Regions from separate parts of the Rattus norvegicus genome. Here region 2 is linked to region 1. Evidence: chromatin contacts called from public Hi-C data. All regions are on one chromosome and are shown on one strand. Each heading gives the region's core, a stretch centred on a gene start, on an enhancer-like site or on the middle of the called end of the contact. The rest is flanking DNA. Distances are from core to core; before and after follow the strand shown.

What was found. Hi-C and Micro-C count contacts between places; a contact is called where the count stands out from the background.
Region 2: a contact with region 1 is called in a Hi-C map of liver, with 2.9 times the contacts expected there. The contact joins two enhancer-like sites. A contact is called at or near these places in 3 of 12 Hi-C or Micro-C datasets (hepatocytes and liver).

The regions. Positions count from the first base shown.
Region 1 is chr19:31,653,916-31,661,285 of GRCr8, forward strand. All of the region lies in intron 8 of Fto (FTO, alpha-ketoglutarate dependent dioxygenase), which reads right to left. Among named protein-coding and RNA genes, the nearest start is that of Fto, 210 kb to the right of the region's middle. Within about 2 kb of position 2,911, at least 11 of the 93 cell types and tissues checked have an H3K27ac peak or open chromatin away from gene starts, as enhancers often do. A contact at or near this core is called in hepatocytes and liver, where this site is marked.
Region 2 is chr19:31,441,094-31,448,463 of GRCr8, forward strand. No RefSeq gene overlaps it. Among named protein-coding and RNA genes, the nearest start is that of Irx3, 60 kb to the left of the region's middle. Within about 2 kb of position 3,863, at least 3 of the 93 cell types and tissues checked have an H3K27ac peak or open chromatin away from gene starts, as enhancers often do. A contact at or near this core is called in hepatocytes and liver, where this site is marked.

The DNA.
Region 1 (7,370 bases), core at 1,661-4,160:
CACACACACACACACACACACACACACACACACACACACACACTCAGCACAAACTGGGCTTTTCTGAGGCTTCATGGTAGTCACTTTGCAGGCCTCATGTACAGGGACAGAAGAAGCCAAGCCGGACAGGAAGGTGGGGGGGGGGTGGTTGTGGCTAAACCATGGGGCAAGTGGGTAGAGCCACAGAGCAGAAGGGGATGGGCACCAAACCAGAGGCTATCAGGGAGCTGGGTGGTATAGTGACACCTCAGCCCCCTCACCCCCACCCCAGGGGAGCCTGCCAGGAACTACAACTGGCACAAACAGACAAACACCATTGGCAGTGAAGGATGCACAAAAGGTAGAGAATCAAGATTTCTGAAAAGGTTCTTCCAGGAAATCTTTTCAACAGTGCGGGCATATCTCAGGAGCCCATGAAGGTGATCAACAAAACATGGATGTTTATTAAATTACAAAGTCCAGGGGTGGCAACAGAGGCGGCTCATCAGAAGTCATGCCAATCACTGTGTTTTCCCTGACACGGCAAGCCGGTTCCGTCTGTGCCTGGAATCCTGAGCTGCCCGAGCAACCGACACCAGAGAAGCCACACGCAGGCCTGAAACTGGGACCCGTCAAACGGTTTTAATGAGCAATTTTCAGGTGACTGGCCTATTTTCATTTTCAGATTTGTTTTGTTTTTGTCCTAGGACAAGAGACTGGAGGATTCTGATAAATGATGCAACAGTGTCCCCTACAGGCCGGCAGTGCTGTTCTCCCCCACCCTGGCACTTTCGAAACCCGAAACCAGTTAAACTTTTATCTATAACCTGGAATATTCATTCCAAAGTAAATTTGTAAAATACACTGGGGACACCCCTAAGATAGAATAAAATTACTATTCTTCACATGTAGTAAGTTGTTTCCTAGATATAAACATACTGTGCAGCTGATGGAGCAGAGAAATCGCTCCCCTCCACCTCAGGGCACCTGCTCGACTCGGCCTTGATTAACACAGCCCCGAAATTACCTGACCTGGAAGGTGTACAGGGTCTTGCAGGCTAAACTTGGATGTTCTCATCTTCCTCCCCACTCTCTTCTGAAAAGATTGCGATCAATACAAAAGAAACAACATAGCTATAACAGGTGGAGACTTCCCATTAAAAGACTAATGGCGGCGAGACTCATACAGCATGGGCTGCAGACAACTGCCTCACGGAGAGATGCACTCAGAGCTGGAAGGGGGAGGTGTGTTCAGCTGGCAGAGGAAATACCGATTTACGGACACACACCTGCTTACCTCCACAGCAGGGAAGAGCCTAAAGCACTGGATGTCCTGTACCGTGAGACTGAAGTCAACATACTGAAGCATGCGAGTGGCTGGGTGACATGTGTGTGACGGCTTGGCCGCTGTGCTCCCAGCAGTGGAGCCTGGCATGCTGGCTTAGGTTGCATCTCTACTACTGACCAGCAGCTGCCCTGGGCGAGGTGCTCTGTGTCCTGTGCTGCAATCTCGTCACAGAGAACACCGAACATTTCCTGGAGCTTCAGAAGTTCTCAGCTAGTTCTGGCTGTCACTAGGGCTAACAGTGGCTCCACCCCAGATTTTAAGGAAAGAACGGAGAAAGCCATGTCCATGATTGCTGCTCTTGAGGATCTTTGACCCAGGCTGGAGGATGCCCTCTGCCTGGAGGTCATGTGGATCAAGACGCTGTATTTTAGGTGAAGTTGAATTGATCCAAAATGCCTGTGGACTGCCTAGATTTTTACGCCCAGATGCTAAGGAAGCTTGGAGCCATACGTACATCTGTCAATTATAGGTAAGAATACCTAGCCCAAGCCCAGAGAAGAACTAGCCCAGGTTAGGCTTCCTCTCCAAACCCCATTCAGCAGTACCAGGTCTGGGTACTTGCTGGCATCAAGTGGGACTTGGCATCAAGACACTTTGTCAAAGGAGAGGGCAGTTTGAAAGACGGACTGCGTTCATTCTTCACTTTGTTCTTTTGGTCCATCTGGACCCTATTCTATTGCCGTGAGAAGACACCATCATGGCCAAGGCAACTTATAGGAGAGAGCGTTTAAACTGGAGGTACATGACTCCAGGATCAACATGGCAGGAAGACATGGTGCTGGTGCAGTAACTGAGAGCTGGGCATTTGATCCTTGAGGAGGAGCCATACAGACTGAACCTGGCAAGGGTCTTTTGAAACCTCCAGATCTACCCTACCTTCCCTGACAAGGTCACACCTCCTCCAAGACCACATCTCTTCCAAGGCCTCACCTCTTAATCCTTCCAGAACAACTGGGAATGAGACATTCAAACACACAAGCCTACGAGGGTCATTCGCATTCAAACTTCCACCTGACCTATGATGAGGATGACCTTACGGAGTACCTCATGTGTGTCGGGTTTTTGTCCTAGGTGTTTTACAGTAGGTCCCACCATTATCCCCAGGTAAATTACTAACAGAAGAAGTGAGGTTCAGAGGAAGCTGAGTAACATGTCTAGTACGATCTTCAGTTGTGCCTTTCCTAGAGTTAGGAAGTGGAGCCAAGTTCAAGCCCCGACGGTATGATTTGGATCCTACATGGACAACCACTATGTCATCGTCACACAATTTGCTCTAGGAAAAAAACCTGCTTTGTCCTACATTCAAAACTGAGAATGAGGAATCTCATGCAAGGTTCTATCCAAAGCCCTATACCATATTAAACATGGTTTTCTTTCCTTCCTGCTTATTCTCAAGGGTGGGCAGTTTATTTACCAACCAGCAGCCAGCACGGTGTTGCAGAGGATGGGTAATCCTCACAGAGGCCGGCTTACTGTGAGTCACTCTAGAGCACCTGAGGAGAATCCCCATCTTTCCTCTCTGGGACCCGGGTTTCCATGAAGTTGTGACTCATTCTCTTTCTGTGTATTTGTTGCTCTGTGTTACACAATCCCCTTCTAATCAGGGGTTACTCATCACTGCTGCCCCAGGGTCTAGGACAGTACCAGCTAGGAACTCAGTAAATATTTACAGAACCGACAAGTGACTCACACCAGTCACAGCAACAATAACAACCATTGATAAAGGACAGCCCATTGTCACCCATAATCCCCAACACCTATGTCACAGGTGTGGTTTTACAAGTGCTCTCTTCAGGGGGATTTCCCAATACAACACTTGGACTCAACTTAAACCTTTCTTAGAGTGAAGGTGTTAAAAGGTGGCAAATGTCTGGGAAAGTAAGCTGTAGCCAGGGAGCAGGTAAGTGACAATTAGTGTGGAATCCCTGGGCCGGTGCTCCTGAGGATACTGCTGTTCTCTGGGGGCCTCTACAACTACAAAGGAAAGAGTCATCTCAAGTGACCACGTATGGGGAAGCCCAGACAGGACAATTTGCTATCTTTAAACTGAACGGGATGGCTTTGGTTCAGATCTGTTGAGAGCTGTTTACTCAGCTCTGTGCATTTTACAGACACACTATGCAGGCTCGCCCAGGGTAAACAGTGCCTACCACCCTCCCACCCCCAAGGAGAGGAGAAGCTCTCCGTAAGGAGGAGGCAGCTCTTCAGTTATGCCCACGGCTGTCTTTCCAAAGCCTGGAGCAGGGCTTGGAGAACAGCAGCCCCCCAGGAAATACCTGCTGAATAAGCCGATGAGTGAGTAACTCTTTTCTCACACAAGTTAAGAAGTACTGTCCAGAAGATCAGCCAACGACTCATCATAATCAGCAGCCTGGCAGAGCTCCAGCTCGCCGGCCCACACGTTGATTTTATAAGTAAGATATGCAGAAGCCAATTGGCTTCTGTCCCCGTAAAGCTGTTCCAATGATAGTAACAATGGCAGTAATAACAACACCACTGCCCACCTAAAGGTCAGCTGCTGCCTCTTGGACAGAAGGTAACATCAGTCCTTACTCTCCTTGAATATAATGTTCTAATCCCTACATTTATGAGGGGCTTGATGGCGTTATCAGTTTTATGGAGTAATCCGGTTCAAGGACACCAAGGATGTTCTTTTGCTGAGGGTGGGAGAGACCAGAGACAGGAGAAGGACAGACACACTAAAGAAAAAACTAACAACAACAACAACAACAACAACATAACCAATGGCTCTTGGTAGGCCAGTGCCTCCCAGCTTCTCAAGCCTCCCTTGTGTATTCCTAGTGCCGTCCTGATTCATCTTTGGCAAAGTATAGTGACTTACAAACTCATGCTAAAACTCCTAGTGCCCAGCTAGCTAGCTGTCCAAAGAATCAGCCACTCTCTGGAGCATGAAGGGCATCATCAGACGTAGTCAGATGACACGGTCACAGTGGATCTCAGTAGGTGAGTGTCTCCACCTCTCAGGGTACCCGAGGGCTAATAACTACACATACTGCTAGCACAACTGGAAGTGAGTTGTGGCCCAAATGGGATGTCACCTAGGCTCAGGATAGCAGTAGGAAACTAGGACAAGGTAGCTGCCCAGAGCAGCCGAGACAGACCTGAAGCCACAGGAGTGGCCCCAATGGACTAAACTCAAACCTCATTCAGAGACACAGCCTTTGAGTGGCCTTTTGAGCCTGACCCAACCTCCCTGACGCGCCATCTTCTCACCAGGACCTACTTCTCTTCCACTCAAGGCAGGGAAGTTAGGAATGACTGGCTCAAGAATGAGACTGTGTTTTTTTGTCTTGATCCTGGCAGAGTCCTCAGTGTCTTCTTTCCCAACTAGCCTATGTCCAAAGCTTTGGGTTCAAGATCTCACCATCTTTCCAGCTGTAAGTGTTCTGCCCTTGACAAGGTCAGAGAAATAACTCCCATTCATCCCCAATATTAGACCTCCTTCTATGTTCAAGGTTCCAACTCAGCAAGGTTAATGACAAGCAACAGCAATAAAGGCACAACAAAAAAACACAAAATACTCAGAAGCACAGGGATAGACTGGGACAGATTTCATGCAGTCCGTTGGAATGCCAGGTGCCTTGGCAGATGCCGGGCACACATCACGAACACTGTCTAGGCCCCTTGCTGGGATGGGACATTATTGCAATGGAAGAGACTATTAAATGCTACAACGATTCTGGCTGCAGGTGTTCTAAGTGTCAGACAAGCTGACAGATACTTTGCTTATCCTGTGATAGAGAAATAAATATGAACACTGAGTCAAGTCAATAGAGAAGAAATATCACTCAGTATGTGTGCACACATGTACACACCTACACATGCATATGTGCATACACATACGTGTGCATGAGTCTGTTATGGGAGATTGAATCCCAGACCTTGCACATGCTAAGAATGCCTGCTATTGAACCAGAGCTATGCTATGCCTTTTCATAACCTGCCAGAATATGCACATGAATACTCAGAGGTGTGTTATTCATAAGAGTCCCAAAGTAAACAACCAGATGTCCGACAGCTGATAACTTAGTAAGTAAAATAAGGCATAATCATAAGATGAAATATCATTCAACACCAGGAAGAATAGAGTACTTACATGTCATGACATGGATAACCCGATATTAGGCTACACAGAAAAAAATTGTGTTTATTTATAAAATCGTTCATAACAGGCCAATTTTTAGATACAGAAAGAAATTAGTATTTGCCAATGACTGTAAGGAAAGGGGAAATTGAGAGTGGTTAGTTCAGACAGCGGGGCTTTGCTTTGGGTAGGGGGTGTGCTGTGACTAGACAGTGTGAGGCCTGCGCAGCCTTGAACCATCACTCCCCGTGTGCTTCATAACAGTGGCTTTTGGGTCAGATGCCATGTTATTCTCTTTGGGTTATATCTCCAGCTTTAACCCCCCCCCCCCATGGATGACCTTGCTCTCATGGCTGTGCTTCCTCCTCATTCAGCAACAAGTTAAGGCAGTGCCTGCCAATGGGCAGCGCTGTTCACTCTCAAGCATTCAGTGGGCGGCCCGAGCCTTCCCATCCCTCCCTGCATACCTTCCTCCCCAGTACACAGTCAAGTCAAATCCAGAGACGTACAGGTTTGGGTGACATTTAGTAGCCTTTGTTTCTATTTCAATATAATTACAGTCTAGGGGAGGCTTCTGTTATCCAGACGATACAGCTCAGAGTCAGGGCTTTCAATGCCACCGCATGCTAGTCTTTTAAGACTGCTATGGTCACACGCTAGCTGAGCAGGTCGCACAGAGCAGCTCCATACTACCCGTGACTGCCTTTCACTGCCTCTCTAGTAACCTGTGATGTCCCCATGCCCATGGAACTGGCTGTAGAGCAGGGTCTCACAGACACAGCATTGTGAAGCATACTACACACACACACACACACACACACTACACACACACTACATACACACACTACACACACACACTACACACACACTACATACACACACTACACACACACACTACACACACACTACATACACACACTACACACACACACTACACACACACATACACTACATACACACATGCACACACACACGCACATACACACACACTACACACACACGCGCACATACACACGCGCACATACACACACGCACACACACACACACTACATACACACACGCACACACACACAGATGCTTGCTAAGTAAAACTGTTCTTGTCTCAGAAAGCAGAGTCATGAGGTGACACGCACACGCACACACACTATACACACACACATGCACACACACACTACACACACACACTACATACACACACACACATACACACACAGATGTTTGCTAAGTAAAACTGTTCTTGTCTCAGAAAGCAGAGTCATGAGGTGACTGTCATCTTTGCAGAAAAGGACAGAGCTGTGTGGTGTCCAGCATCGCACTGACGCAGGGCACTCTGTGTTTGTGGAATGAATACTGGGGAACAAACTTTACTCGCTGGATAAACAGTGCATCTCTTCAGGAAAAACTGCCAGGTCTTGGCTGGAATACAACAGTGCCCGTGAGCCACACAGAGACCCAGGGCTGTGACACTACTCGGGCGGGTCAGACACTCAAATGGATACCCTCCCCCACTTTTTTGCAAAACATTTTCATTAGCCTCCATCACTGGAACCGAGCAAGCAGGAACAAAATGTTGGGTGCTCCTTCTGACATGTTCAAGGCAAAGGGGGCCGCTTCATCCCGGAAGCTTAACGTGGGTAATTACACCATAAACACCTCCGCATTTTCAGTAGTCCAGGTGATATCCTGGGGAATGTACAAAGTAAGCCGGGGCGCTGGTTTTTAGATATTTATCTAGAAAAACAAGTCAGGCAGGGACACTGGACTGTACCTTTTCTTTGGTGTACTTTTCAAATGATAATCCCTTGCACTGCCACCATTAAATCTCAATCCGCTGCAGCTCCGTGCATGGGTCATTGAGTCTATGTGTACTGCTGTTATTCTAAAATGTTCCCCTTGGTAGGGAACGAGGGGGAGGAAGGATGCGGAGAGCCAGATGGG
Region 2 (7,370 bases), core at 2,613-5,112, 210 kb before region 1:
AAGGCCCGAAGGCTGGGGAGAGATGCGGTCACATGTCCTGGCCCAGACTCCTTTGGTATCCAAAGCAGATGGCCCCAGAAAGATGGGAATAAGCGTCTCAAGCTTGGCCAGGCATCTGGGTACCAGGCAGAGCACATCTGCTACATGTGTTGGTGATCTGTTTGCCTCCAAGAACGGAAGTGGCCCAGAAGTCCCCTTTCCGGGGTAGCATACCATCCCTGGGGAAGGCTGTCCATCCATGGAGCTGCTGACTTCCCGGTTGGGGAACTCTGGCAAACATACAGCTTCCCCCACGAGAAAGTGGGGGCTGTGAGTCCCTGTGAGCAGGCAGATCTTCCCTCCAACCACAGTCAGCTCATCACTGCGGCAAAGAGGGCCACTGAGGGCCTGGGCTCAGCAACCGTGTTCTCTGATTCTTGCCCCCAAGTAAGGGAGGCAGGACAAGGAAGCGAACAAGGGCAGTCTGAGCCCGTGAGCCCCATGCCATGTGCAGAAGGCAGGAGCTCTTTGATGTCCCCTACTCCTGTTTGCATTCCTTAATTCTCCCACGGCAGCCCTGGGGACTATCTCAAAATGAAAATCCCACCAAGTCACGCGGATACAATGCTCACACCTTATCATGGTTCCCACCAGCCTGGGATGATCCAGAGTCCTTCCCAGAGCCCACTGGCTGGACTCACCTGACACCACTTCTTCCCGCTGATTTGCTTTTTTCTTTACTCTGCGGCGGTAACCTTGGCTCCTCTCTGCCCTTCCCAGTCACCACGCCTCAGCAGACACGGGGCTTTTGAAGGTGCTCACGCCCCGTCTGGAACTTTAAGCAGGCAGCTTCATCCTGCAGTGCCCAGGTTCCATGTTCCCTCGTGGCAGTGCCCTGGAGGAATGCAGGTACCCATCTCAAATGGCTCTGTATTGAGCCTCTTGGGATTAGGTTAAGGGCTCGCTGCGGGCGGAGGCCTTACCCACCCTGTTCAGCTCTGTGTCCCCAATTCCTTGAGCAGGGTAAGCAGGGTAAGGTATCCAAAAAGAGCTCAAAGAACCCAACAGGATCTGAGCGGACGAAAGCTATAAGCTTCCATGATAACAGAGTGGTTCTGAGTGGGCATCCTGGGATCCTGGGGACAGCTCTGTCCTTTGCTACCACACTGTCATTGTGCCTATTTTCTAAAGGAAGAACCCCAAGTGTTGGTAGGCTTCAAGCCAGAGCTGTCTGAGCCCAGGTTCTTCACCACTAGACTCAACAAACACTTGTGCCTGGTGACCTGTAGGGCTGGCCCTAGCTCCCGGGTAGCCTCAGTAAATACCAAGCCAGCTTGTTCTGCAAAAGCTCCTGAAACAAGTGGGCTCTGTCACCACTGCCATCTCTACTCCAGAAGCTGACTCAAGAAAGTGTGTCCCCACTCCTCCCGACCCCTGCTCGCCCCTAAACACCCTCCTCCACTGCCTGAGGTCTTTCTGTACCACCCTCCCGCCTGCCTGTGTATGTTCAAGCCTGGAGTCTCCTTTTTCAACTTCCTGCCTTTTCTTTAACCGTCCCCCACCCACCCACCCACCCACCCAAAGGCGGAGGGTGTTTTTTCTTTTAAAAAAGATACTTTATTCATTTATTTTGCTATGCACGTGTGAGGTCAGAAAGTAACAAAGTGGAGCTAGCGCTCTCCTCTTTCCACCGTGTGTGTCCAGAGACTCAAACTGAGGTCTTCAGTCTTGGTGGCGGTACTTCTGGCTAAATTATTTCCACGAACTTTTTAAAAAAAAAATACACACAGCACCAACCGCAGCACATGAGAACGTTACGAAATGAACAAACCTGTCTGCCAATCATATTTTTACAAATGGATCCTCTGGCCCCTGCCAGCTCTCGCTACGTGCCTGCAGCTTGTCTTGCAAATTATTCTTGGGGACCATTTGCTTTCTGGCACTGTACACCGGCATGTGTATTAGACACGTCCCAGGATGGGGTGTTTTGCTTAGTTACACTGGATGACGAATGTTTCCACAGCTGCAAACAGGGCATTCTTGCTAAGGAGCTGGGGCTGCTGGAGACCCGATTGCTGGTGTTTGAATGAAGAAAGAAAGAGGGCAGGAATTCCTCCAGGCAGCATTGAAGAAGCAGTTCTCAGAAAATCCAACAGGGCAAACTTCTACTGGTATCCCAGGCAAAGAATCGGGCTGGAAATATACCAAACGATTAAGTTAAAATGAGCCAAGCCTGCTTGCACAGCACCCTAAGGACAGTACCGGAAGCATGTGTCTCAGACACGCTATTTGCCAGGCGTGCAGATTGCCGTACTTGAAGCTTACTATAGCTCGCTCGGAGTTAGACATTCTCAGCTCTGGAGACAAAGACACGGAGGTGCATGAAGATTAAGGAAAGTGCCAGGGCTTGAATCGGAACGAAGTGTCAGCTGACAGGCATCAGGGTCTCATACTTGCTGCAAAATGTTTCCACCTTCTACTCTTACTTCTATTGACTATGAAAAGTGTTCTGGAACCCAGCTGCCCGTGAGAATTAACCTTGGGGCCCTCTTTTGAAAAAGGAGACTTAAATGCCTAGGCTCCAGATCTCACCAACTAAGGCCCCCGGGGCATCTTATTTATTCAAAAGTGATTCCAACACGCAGCAGGACATTCAACCTGCACCTCAAAACTAGTTCTTAAATGTGGGTTCCTTGGGCCAGAGGTATCCACATCCAAGGCTCATTAGAAGTGCAAACTCCAGGGCCAGCAAGTCAGTTCAGCAGGTAAGGACACTTGTCGCCAAGCCTGAGGAGCTGGCTTTGATCTCCAGATCCCATGTGGTAGGAGGAGGAGCTTACCCTTCAAGTTGTCCTCTGATATTCACAGTGCACCCTGGCATATACATACCCCCCAAAAAAATCCTTAAAAAGAAAAAGAAACGGGTTGGGGTGGGAGGAGAGGAGGGAGAGAGAGAGAGAGAGAGAGAGAGAGAGAGAGAGAGAGAGAGAGCAAGCTGCCAAGAAACTGGCCTTTTAAACCAAACCAGTAGGTAATTCTGAAATAATTCAGAAAGCTATGCTTTGAAAACCACTGTTCCTTACATACTATAAATTCATTGAGGTGGGGACCGGATCCTGCAATCGAAAAGTTCCTTGCACCAAAACACGGAATGAAAGAGCTGTATACAGCCTGCTGATCCATTAGAGGAAGCAAACTTAAACATCTGGACACTTAGTTGCAACTTTGCAAACATAAGGATTTGATGGGGGTGTCTATTGGTTAGCGTCTTTGCGGCTCCAGGATAAGTCTATTCGTGCCCCAAGCCCAACCAGGCTGCAGAGACAAAGCAAACACCTATCACACAGCCTGGCCCCTGTTGTTATTGGTTCCCAGGGTGCAGGCAGGTAGCTAATCGGAAGGGTTGTTGGGTTTTCTGCCCTTCGGTTCCCAGAGGATCGAGGGTGTCCAGTTTTGACAAACCCATAAGAATTCCCTATCAAGTAAATCAATCCTCTATCTGGCTGCCCGGCCAGCACCCAGACAGAGCTATAGCTTCATCAGAGAGAATTAGCAATCTTTGTAGCACTACTCAGTAGAGGGTAGAAATGTGTCTGAAGCAGCTCCCTCCCACTTCTCTCTCTACAGGCTGACCGCAGGGTCTAAAAAAAATGGCTCGGAATCACAACAGTCATGCAAGCAAGTGGTGATTACATTTGTCTGTACCATGAATGTGTCTGTGACTGGAGAGGGGGAAAGGCTTCACAGAGCAATCAGCAATCAATGGACAGAACGTGGCCTGACGCTGCAGCCTCGTGTGAGCATGATCAATAACCCCCTGGCCTTCTTGGCCTGCTCCTCCATAGCTTGTTCTTGTACAAACACCTTAAATAAACAGCGCAAAGGCCAACAGCCGGGGACCTTTCAAATCAACATCCATGTCATACGGAGGAGGCAAAAGTGAGTTCGGCCAGGGGGAGAACCTGGCTCTCACAACCAAACAAGCTTTTCTTTTAAAAACCAAAGCTGGTTATTTCCACACTCTGTAACCTCCCTCGGAAGCTGCCTCTTGATTACCATAAGCAGTTCAGATCTGACAGAGCCTGCAAATGCTGCCGCTCTCCTGATTTCCAGTTCGACTAACTGGAGATAGCAAGGGCCAACGATTTGTTTGTGATTTGAATAGATGATGTCTGTGTTGGCTCCAAGTCAGGGCTGTGTGATGTGGACATGTGTTGTCCCCTGGCTGACATCCTTTATGTTTAGGCATCCAAACCATTATAGGGGCCAAGATTTTGTTGTTGTCAATGGGTGGTGGCAGCGGTCGGTGGTAGTTTTAACTGTCTGGGTTGGGGGAGGGCTGCCCTTGTGCTGTTGCAAACAACCATAGTCATGGATGCCACCGATGAAGGTCCAGTCTGCAAGTTAGAGAGAAGCAACATCAAATCACACAGGCAAATCAATTTAATCAAAGACATCAGAGTGGATTTGGGGCAAAGGCTAGATGCAGGTTTCTTCTACTGGGCCTGAGAGGAACTGACGGCCCTTAGGATCTCAGAGAAATTCTCAGTTGATCAGAGACATTCCCATTCCTAGTCCAGGAAAGGGTCCTAGCACATCCAGCAGTCGGGGGGATCTCGCCGCATCAAGCCTGTGTGATCAGTTTGGTCTCCTTGGTCTGACAAGGGATGACACAGATCGATCCCATCCCAATCCAGGCTCAACTAGATAGTCGAGAAATCTTTTCAAAGTGGCTGGTAGAGTCTTCATCCTATGTTGAATCACAGGGACCTGCAGAAGGTGGCCCACGGGGCTGCTCTCACTCTGACAGCATACCCTGAGCTCAGAACTTAAATCAACTCAAATCAGGGCTATTTCCTCAAGCTAAACTGATCTCTCTCTCTGTCTCTCTCTCTGTCTCTCTCTGTCTCTGTCTCTCTGTCTCTCTGTCTCTCTCTCTCTCTCTCTCTCTCTGCCCTAGCTATCCTGGAAATAGAATAACCAGCAGTCTTGAACTCACAGAGATCTGCCTACCTCTACCTCCCTGGTGTTGGATTAAAATCACGTGGCACCACACCCAGCCTTCCTCCCTGTCCTCTCACATAGTTGCATCTTTACTGTATTGTAATATGATGCGATCATATATTAATATACCAATTCAATTAAAACAATTCACATTATATTATATTGCATATTATAGTGTCGTACCATATAATGTATATATAATATTTATCTAAGATCCATGAAGCTTTTCATAATAAATGTATTACATAACACAATATAACATCACAAAGTGTGATATTGAAATATATTCATGATATATTAAAATATATACTTTATAACATGATATTAAATATAACATATATATATATGCGTCTTGCACCTGCCTTAGCTCAGAAGGTGCTTTTTCAGAGAAACCCTGCCTGCCTGCCTGTCCAGCATTGTGCCCAGCCTTTCTTCCACCCATCCTACACACACACACACACACACACACACACACACCCGGCTGTTGCATGTTTCCCCGTATCACATCTTCTTTGTGAGTGTGTGTTCCCTTCCTACTGTACTGTGACTGACAGTGTGGTTTTCAATGTCAACTTGGCTGAATTTAGAGTCCCCAGGTGACTGATTGGTGAGGTGCAGCCCTCTGGGTGCCTGCGAGTACATTCCCAGAGAGGACTCACTGAAGTTGGGGAAAGACACCCCCTGAATCTGAACAGTGCCATCTCATAGGCTCAAGGCCAGATAGAGTAAGTGGGAGAAAGAGGGAGGCAGCATATCTTGCTTCTGCTTCATGGAGATGTGAGCCTCTTTACCACACACACTCCTGACACCAGGAAAGCTTGCCTTCAGCATGGGGCCAAGCAGCCATGGGCCAATCTTTCTTCCTTTAAGTTGTTGTCGGGGGGATTTTGGTCACAGTGATCAGAAAGCTAATGATGACCAGAGTGGCTGTGATGACCACCCCACACCCAGGTCTCTGTTTCTGCTCTCCTACCTACCCTGCCTCTTGCAGCTCTGTTCTGTTAGCTCCAACCCCAAGCACCATGGAGGTACAACAAGGTTTACTATGTCCCTTGTGCCCTTGGGACCTGGTCCTTTAAGGAGATCTGGCTCTGGAGCCCTAGCTCTGCCACAGGCGGCCCACAGTCCCCTGGGCTCTCTCTGCCCTCTTCTGGCTCCTTACTTCCTCTTTCTGTCCACTTACCCAGCCTGGGCTTGGCAGTTTCTCTAGAATGCTCTAGGGTCTCTCTAGGGGGACAGTCCCACATACTCAGCAACTCTAGCTCCCTGCTTGGCACAACAAGAGTTGTGCTTAGGAGTGAGAGCCTCTCTGGGGTCAGTGATCTGGGTTTAGCTGCTAAACTATCATCCAGTTAAGAGGGAGGAGCTGGAGTGGCCTGCAGATTTCTAGCAGCGGCTTTGTTCAGTAGCTCTGTGGTCCCTGCCAGGCTGTTTAACCAGCTTGGGCCTCTGTTTTCTCATTTCCAGAATGGTGGAAACAATATTTAAGAGGCTAACTTTGACATTTATGAAAGATGGCCTACTATAGCGTTGGATGAAAAGGCAAGCACACAGTAGGCTTCTGTTACTTTTCCCCACTACCAGCTATCATGTCACTGTCCCGTGTTTACCTCTAGATATCTGATCTCTTTGCCTTACAGCATTCAACTCCTCCTGGGCGAGTCCAGATACTTAATCATGTGTTCCTCGATTATCATCTGAGGAGCCAGGCCATGTGTTGGGAACTAGGGACAGGGGTGTATCTGTCCCAAGTGTGCTTTCTGCCCCTGTGGGGATGCCAGTCCTCTGGGAGATGTATCTGGAAAACAAAAGAATGGGTCCAGTGGGGGCGTATGGGGGATGCTCCTTACCTGCCATTTACAAACCCAGGGTGTCATTCCACAGTGACCACCCAGTACTATCTGGGGTCGTTACCTTCCTCAGAGAAATTGGATTTTTGTTTGTTTTGGTTTTGTTTTGTTTTTCTGTTTTCTCCTTTATGGAGCTGGAGATCAAACCAAGCGCCCGGAGCATGCCACCGGAGGAGGAGACAGACAGGTGCATGTGTACAAACACACAGGACATGTGTCACGAGGGAAGCACGCAGAGTAAAGACAGAAGAAAGTGTGGCAAGCAGGGAGGGAGCGCACTGAGCTGGGCCACCACAGGTGGACTTAGAGGGGTGGCGGCTACACCAGGGGGAAAGAGAGGAAGGTGTTTCAGGCAAGCAGACCAAGTGAGAGAGGCTGAAGGGGCCTCTCAGAGCTCGCTGAGTTCTCCCATTCAGGGACTCTCTGCCCAGAAAAAAAAAAAGAAGAAGAAGAAGAAGAAGAAGAAGAAGAAGAAGAAGAAGAAGAAGAAGAAGAAGAAAGAGAAAGAAAAGAAAAAAGAAAAAAGGAGACAAATAA